Linked DNA regions of Gossypium hirsutum: region 1 is linked to region 2. The links are chromatin contacts, called in public Hi-C maps. All regions are on one chromosome and are shown on one strand. Each heading gives the region's core, a stretch centred on a gene start, on an enhancer-like site or on the middle of the called end of the contact. The rest is flanking DNA. Distances are from core to core; before and after follow the strand shown.

The links. Hi-C and Micro-C count contacts between places; a contact is called where the count stands out from the background.
Region 1: a contact with region 2 is called in a Hi-C map of leaf, with 2.2 times the contacts expected there. The contact joins the promoter of LOC107960091 here to the enhancer-like site in region 2. A contact is called at or near these places in 8 of 34 Hi-C or Micro-C datasets (anther, callus, fibers and 2 more).

Annotation. Positions count from the first base shown.
Region 1 is chrA05:43,585,537-43,589,130 of Gossypium_hirsutum_v2.1, reverse strand. It overlaps LOC107960091 (protein SMAX1-LIKE 6), which reads right to left and starts at 1,960. Exons shown (of 3, transcript XM_016896303.2): 1 at 380-1,960. The coding sequence starts at 1,632.
Region 2 is chrA05:43,515,940-43,520,058 of Gossypium_hirsutum_v2.1, reverse strand. No RefSeq gene overlaps it. Among protein-coding and RNA genes, the nearest start is that of LOC121229127, 59 kb to the right of the region's middle. Within about 2 kb of position 2,063, at least 1 of the 9 cell types and tissues checked has an H3K27ac peak or open chromatin away from gene starts, as enhancers often do. A contact at or near this core is called in leaf, where this site is marked.

The sequences.
Region 1 (3,594 bases), core at 711-3,210, 69 kb before region 2:
AATTCAAAAATGTTAACACAGCAACAACGTAGCAGTGCATTAAGTTGCAAATTCAGCTTAAATCACAAATCACATCCCCTCTAAATCCCAGGTTTCACCATGGTGAATATTGTACGCCAACCAGTGCAACTCTGGAAAAGGTTATGACTTAAAAGTGTTACACAACGAAGCATCAGCTTTAAATCAAGATTACCCAATCCTTAAATCCCTCAAACTCGACCGTAGGACAAATAAAGAGCTCTCTAAACACAAGATAAGTATACTTGACCAAAAAAAAATTAGTTAAAAGCATTCAGAATAACGACCAAAAATATCATGCCAACATAAAAGATAGTATAAAATAAAATCTCCAAGAAAATTGATAATTCAATTTACATACCTGGACTTGGGATAAGACTGAGCCAATGAATTCCTAACCGAAGTTATAGGCAAAATCTGCAAATCCCAGTCTTTTTCAACTGAAGGAAACCTACTTAGAAACCTCAAATATGTCTGGTAACTTGTTGCAGCTCCCAGCAGCCAGAGTTTCCCTCCATAAACTTGTAATAACCTCGTTAACTGTCCAACTACATAACTAACCCCATCTTCATCCACAACCTTGTCGTCGTCGTCGTCGTCGTCATCATCATCATCATCATCTTTTTCACTCTTGTCACTGACAAGATTTTTCAGATCCCCGTAATTCACCACCAACCCGGATCCGGATCCTTCAACTTCCCGACCCATTTCTTCAAATTTTAAATCCATCTCCCCTTTATTAAAGCCTTGATTAGTAGTGCACTTGGAAATATAATTTTGGATGCAAATTATGTTTAACCCCGAAATACCTTTAATCAAGAAGCCATCTTTTTTTTGGTCCAAACAATCAGTGAAATTGGCGAGTGCATCGTTTGCACATACACCAACAAGTAGTCGATTCCTCCTTCGCGCCAAAACCTCTCCTACTCTCTTACAGTTTTCTTCTCCTCCATAAAAAGATGCAAAACCCGGGAACGGGAAACTGAAGCCGCCATGACATGGAAACCTGGTGTTTTCATAACCCGGATCCGAATTTTCTAGATTGCAAAGAAAAACCGGTGGGCCACGTGGTCGAGAGTATCTTAGGAGATTAGGGAGGGGGCGGATGATTGCCAGCTTGACTTCGGAGCTCCGAAATCCCGCCTCGCCGAAGACCCGACTAACAACAGGGTCATCCAGGATGGATAACATCAAGTGTTGGAGCTCCACTTTGACACACGAGATACTGGAAGGATTTTGCTGCGACATATCGCGATAAAGGTGGAAATTTTCGGGCTGCCTTCGCTGGTTCGCCTGAGACCGCTTTATCGCGGCCATGAGCGAGTTGGAGACGGGCGGGTCGTTGCTGAGTTGACTCGAGGGGACTCGGTCCAATGACACGCTAAGGCAAAGCTCCAACGCTTTGAATTGGAGGCGAGGGGAGTAAGCCGCGTTACGAGCACGTGCACAGGCGTCACGTAACGGGGACGAAGGGAGAGAGAGAAGAGCAGAAACGGCATGGAGCGAGGTCGTTTGCGCGTGTCCCCTCCGTCGCGCGACTCTCACCGCCTCGTCTAGCGCGTGAGCTGCCTCTGGCGTTAAGCATTGCCGCGCTACACTTACCGGCGTAGGCATCGCCGGGTATCATAAAAAGCCAAAAACTTTTTTTTTCTTGATTAAAAAAGGAAAAAAAGAAGGTAAACTAAAAATATATATTTGTTTGTTTATCAGAAGTGCAAGGGAGAGATTTTTTTTTTTTTATAAAAGAAAAAGGGACTTTTATGGAGGACAATAGTATAATTAATTATTTATTTATTTTCCCTCTAAAGGGGAACTGTTGGCTGTCTAAGTCGGGGGTTAGTGGGGTCCACTGTGGAGGAGATCATTTGGAACGACAGGTGGTGAATTTAGATTCTCTACTATATACACAAAAGGATTTCCTTTTTCTCTTTTATGCGTATATGCTCCTCTCTACAAATATGATTTCTTTCAATTTTAAACTTGTTAAACAATTGGTTTTTGTTTTTGAAATAATTAACACTTTAATATTTAATATTTTTTATGGCAAAATAACGACTATAGGACTATTTTTTCTAAAAAACTTAAGGTTTTGGGTCGGTTTTTATTTTAATTAGGGATATAGATCGATTTAGTTAGAAAACGCCCTTAATTAGTCGCACTTTGTAAATCCCAACAGTTTTTTTAACTTATCGCCAATGATAAAAAAAATTTAAAACCCTAATAGTAACTTTTTTTACCCTATAAATACCCCTCAATTTTTATTTTTTCATTCACATCCTTCTCTCAACTCTCTCAATCCTCTCAAACCCTCTCAAGTCTCTTGTTTTTAAAAATTTTCAATATTTTTATTTAATTAAAATTTTTATTTTTTAAATTATCTCATTTTTATGAATGACCGCCTTTCTAATCCGATTCAACGACAAGTATATTTCTGCTGCCTAATTAGTAATGGTAAAACCGAAATTTAAATTTCGTTAATTTCAATAATGTTAAATTTAATTTTTTATTATAATTATAATTTTTTGTGTAAATAAACAGATGATCCTGTTCTGGATAATTTCATCCATAATATAAGAAAGCATGTAATTCCTGAAATTCATGGCCACTTGCAAGCGGTTGTTTTCTTACATGCGTCTAGCATGTCCGGGGACTACAAACTCAATTTGCAACTAATTAGCGCATTAGTGGAAAGATGAAGGCCCGAAACACACACTTTCCACCTTCGATGCGGCGAGTGTACAATCACACTCGAAGACATAGCGCTACAATTTGGTTTGCCAGTGGATGGACCAGTCAGCACGGGATCTAGGATAGTTCCGAACAAAGTGACCCTCTGCCAATCACTGTTGAAGAAGGTCTCGGACAAGTTCGAAGGTGGTTGAAAATTGATGAACTAGTTGAAGGATAATTTCGATGAGCTCCCTAAAAACCTTAAAGATCGAACGAAGGAGGTGATACAACAATACACCCAAGCATACATCTTGAGGTTAATCAGGGGAATTTTAATGCACGACAAATCTCAAAATTTGGTGCATGTAAGGTGGCTACTACATCTAGTGGGCTTCAATGGTTGCGTGAAACTAAGTTAGGGATCTGCAATATTGTCCACGTTATATCGAGAGATGTGTCGAGCCATGAACCCGAGGTCAACGTCGATCGGTGATTGTTTTCTCCTGCTATAGTCGTGGGCCTGGTGGAGACTACCATTTTTACATCTCAATGTGGTCGACCTATAAATGTTCCCCTTGGTGACGAGGTAAACATCATTTATTAACAAATACATAGTTTGTACAATAATTTTTATTATTATATGTTTCGATTAACATATCGCTTGTACAGGTGGAACCATGGGCCGAGCTACATGGGACTGCCTAAGGTAATAAAAGATATTAGGCTGTTGTTAGATCAATGAAGCCGAGGTTAGTTACCTATTCTTTCGAACCTATATTAATTACGTAATTATTCGTAAAAAAGAAATTCATAAATAACGATATTTACAATTTTTCTTATCAGTTTGAATGGATGTCGTACGCCAACACCGATGTCATATCCTGTATTCCGTCGGAAGTGTTGCGC
Region 2 (4,119 bases), core at 814-3,313:
ACTTTTTCCTAAACCAATTATTTATCTAAACAAAACACTTACAAATGCTAGGTTCAATTTTTGATGCGGAACTTTGGGAATCTTGGAAGGTTTTAAGCTCATTCGACTTCATGGTCATGATAAAGTGATAATCTAATTTGATAGCTTAGAAGTTGTGAAAGCCATACAAGGAAGCGTATCAAATACTTTGTATTCAGCATTGATTAGACGGATAGAACACATTTTGTCTCAAGAAGGATAGTGGATCTTGCACTACATCCCTAGAGAACATAACCAGATAGCAAATTATTTAGAAAAGTTGGCTTTTGCGAATATAAAAGACTTGAAAATTTTTGATTCACCTCCAAGGGAGATTTTAGCTTTTATTGAATTAGACATGTTGAGGGGTTTTAGTCCTCTTCAGAATAACTTTTTTGTAATTTAGATTAGTATTTGCTCTATTTCACCAAAAAAAATGAATTCTAAAATGCTAGAATTTTAAAATTTCAAAAATTTTAAATAATTCATCCAAATACTCTAACGGAATCTAAATTTAAGGATCAAATTTAAAAAAGTTGCCAAATTTCAAAAGTAATGTGAACCAAAAAACGTTAGGGATTAGGTGATAAAAATTACTAAGTTCAAGGACTAAAAATTAATTTACCCAATAAATAAATGAAAATGAGAGAGGGGGAAGGAAATTTGCAAAAAAAGGAAAACAAAAATAGAAAGCAGTTAGGTATCCATATGTTTTAGGTATATTTAACATGGTTTTATGTCTTTTCTTTTCAAAAATATGCTTATATGTTAATTGATTTTATTTATGCTGCATTTGAATTAATCTATATGTTTACCCGGAATATGATTTGGGTTTTAAACATGATTTGTTTGAAAATGAAGAATTGGATTAATTTAAATTAATCTGTACCCAATATCTTAATAAATTTGATTTTAAAATAATAAATATATATATTAATATTACTGCATTTTAAAAATAAAGAAGTTGATAATTATTATTTAATAAAATTTAATTTAAAAGAAAAAAAAAGAAAAAAAACCCAGCATAAGAGGGGATCTAATGCTAGTTTGTTATAAAGAAACAAAGTTTTCCATCAGTTGAAATATCAAAACTAATTCTTTTTCAAATGTATTTTTACTTTTTCTCCCCTTTGGAAAGGTATAATTATGTCTCAAAAAGAAAAAAGGAAAAAAAGATTGGTGTCACTCACCATGCCCAATCACAATTGAAGAATGAGAGGCCAAAATATTCGATTTTTGAAGAGGAGTGATGAAATATTGTTGTTATAGGTAAAGAAGTTAGAGAAGGAAAAAGGTGGGGTGGGTTGAAATCGATTAAATTGTAAAAAGGTTGAAAGTGATGGGAGGAGGAGAATAACCCCACACCCACCACCACAAACATACCATTCATCATATCATCACTTTGGAATATCAAAGTTAAAATGGCTCCAAAAATTAGTCCTTTTCCCTCTCAACTTATGTTTGGGTATAGTATTGGTTCTTTTTTATTAAGGACGTTATTTGAATTCCATATTCAATATACGTCGTTTTGTTTGACAATATAATAATATGATGTCTTTCATTCTTAACTATACATATCATTTGATATTTATGAAAGAGAAAAAAGTATTATGGAGGTCTTTGTATTAAGTGTTAGATTATATTTTATTCTTTTTATTCAAAAAATTGGGTAAATTAATCCATCAAAGAGTAAATTAGTTATTCTGTTAAAAAATTTATTCATTTCTGTTGTTAAACATTAGTCCATGTATGATAGTATGAGATACATATAGCATGTTACATGTTACTATTTGATTATTTTATCAACCGCGCTAGTTTTTATAGTACAAATTGATAGAAGTTTTAATAGAAAAGATAATTTTTTTCTCTTTAATCTAATGTACATGAATTAGTTTGCGTATTTTTTGAATACAAGAGATAAAATATAATCTGATTTCTAATACAAAGAACAAGAATTCTCCCTTGAGTAATGTTTGGATGGGAGATATGGCATTAAGGATGTTGTAATCTAAGTAATTTTTAATATCTTAATAGAAAACGGAGAGAACCATCCATGCATGTATCCAACCAAACATGGCTTTAAAAGAAAAAGGAAAAGGCAAAAAAGTGGTGTATTATATTAATTAAAATATTGGGGGGGGGGGTGTCCCCGTCAAAGTGTTTTATCTTTTCTTCCTTCTTTCTCACGACTAAGTAACAGAATCAAGGAGAAAGTGTGGAAAGGTATTTGATTTGATGTCTTAGTTTTGTTGTCTCCTTTCCTCACTTTCTTTCACACAACTATAACCCTTCCAATTTCTTTTTCTTCTTGCTAATGTGTGGATTTTTGCTTTATTTATTATTATTAAATTATATTTCATCCTGAAAATATTTAAATTATGTTTTTAATTTTAATATTTTGAAATTAGTGAAAAAACTTAAAATGCCGTAAAAAGTATAATTTTTTTATGAACATCTTATTAAGTGAATGTCTATCATAATCAAGATAAAATTTTAATGTACTTTAAATTCTAATAGTTATTAGAATTAGATCTCTACTTCTTTTATACTTCTTATGCCTATAAATAAAGATTCTGATGGAGCATTGTAATCACCCTTTTTGATTAATAAAGTACATTCTCTATTGCTTTTATGTTTTCTTTGTTCTTTATTCTCTCCATCTCTCTTTATTTTATAACACGTTATCAGCATGATATTGCTCAAAGTGATAGTTCCTTTTACCGATAATCAAATTTATCCTTCATGATTTTCAATATCATTGACAGCAAGATGCAAAATTTTTATAGGAAGTTTCTTTTATTTAATATTTCATATTTGATTATTATTTTTCATTCTTCTTTTATTATATGTTATTATTGTTTTGGTTAACTTATTTTACTTTTTGTTCTTAAGGATGGTGAAAGATTTGATACCGTTATCTATATGAAATCGAGAAGTAAGGTTCACCCTCAAAGTTTGCTTTTTGATATTTGCTTGGGGATGATTTATTTCTCTTCATTACAAAGGATGTTTATAATCACTACTTCTCATCCATGTTAACGTAAGTCAATCTAATTAACTTCTTTTGAAATTTGATTTGATTTCTATTAAAAAGTTCAATTTATATAATTCACTATATATATCTCTATGAATTTATAAAACCCTTCATGAATTTAGTTATTGGGATTTTTATATAGAGATAATTTTTATTTTTATTTTTAATAGAATTGATTGGTTTAATTATAATTTTGATTAAGATATATGATTATTGTAGAATGTGAGTAAAAATACTTACTTGTCATGAACTTTGGGATATTCACCCTATCTATGATAATTTTATATCATTGTAAGATTTGAGATGAAATTATGTCATAAGAGGTGGATGTTAGAAAATGTTTATGTTTAAACTTTTATGGCTGTAAAGTTATTTTAATTTGACATTATAATATTTTGTATTTTGTTGTGGTGTGATATATAAAATATATATTATCTAACCACAATGATTTATTATTGGCATGAATTTATTATTTGTTACGTTTATTATATGTTTTATTTATACCTATTCATTTTATTTTTATATGAATAAATAAAATTTTATTTAAAATAAATTAAGTATTCATTAAGGTTATATAATAAAATGATTATATGCTCTTGAAGAGCTAATATTGTAAAAAAACTGTAAAAAGCTCTTTAAGAGCTTATATTTTAGCTCCTTGTGATGCAAAATTTTGTAAAATATAATATTATTTTTTAGATCAAGAAGATATATGTTGAATAAAACATTCATGTGTTTTATATTAAAACCATATATATAAATAACATGAGATACTAATGTATTTGTATTATATATATTCCCCGAAGGAATACATTACACTATATGGTTGAAATATCTAATGTGCTCCTACAGTAGCAATATTGTAAAAATGAATTTAACAGTATTTTTGAATAATCTCATACCTTCTAGTGGCTAAGTAAAATAATAAGTTACTAATGAAAAACTATGAAATTATTCCTACTAGTTTTGCTTTCATTTCCTGAATTGAATGTAATAGTACATAACAATTATGAAAAATGAAAATATAGAGATCATGATTATTGTTATAATTGAGGATGCGATTGGAG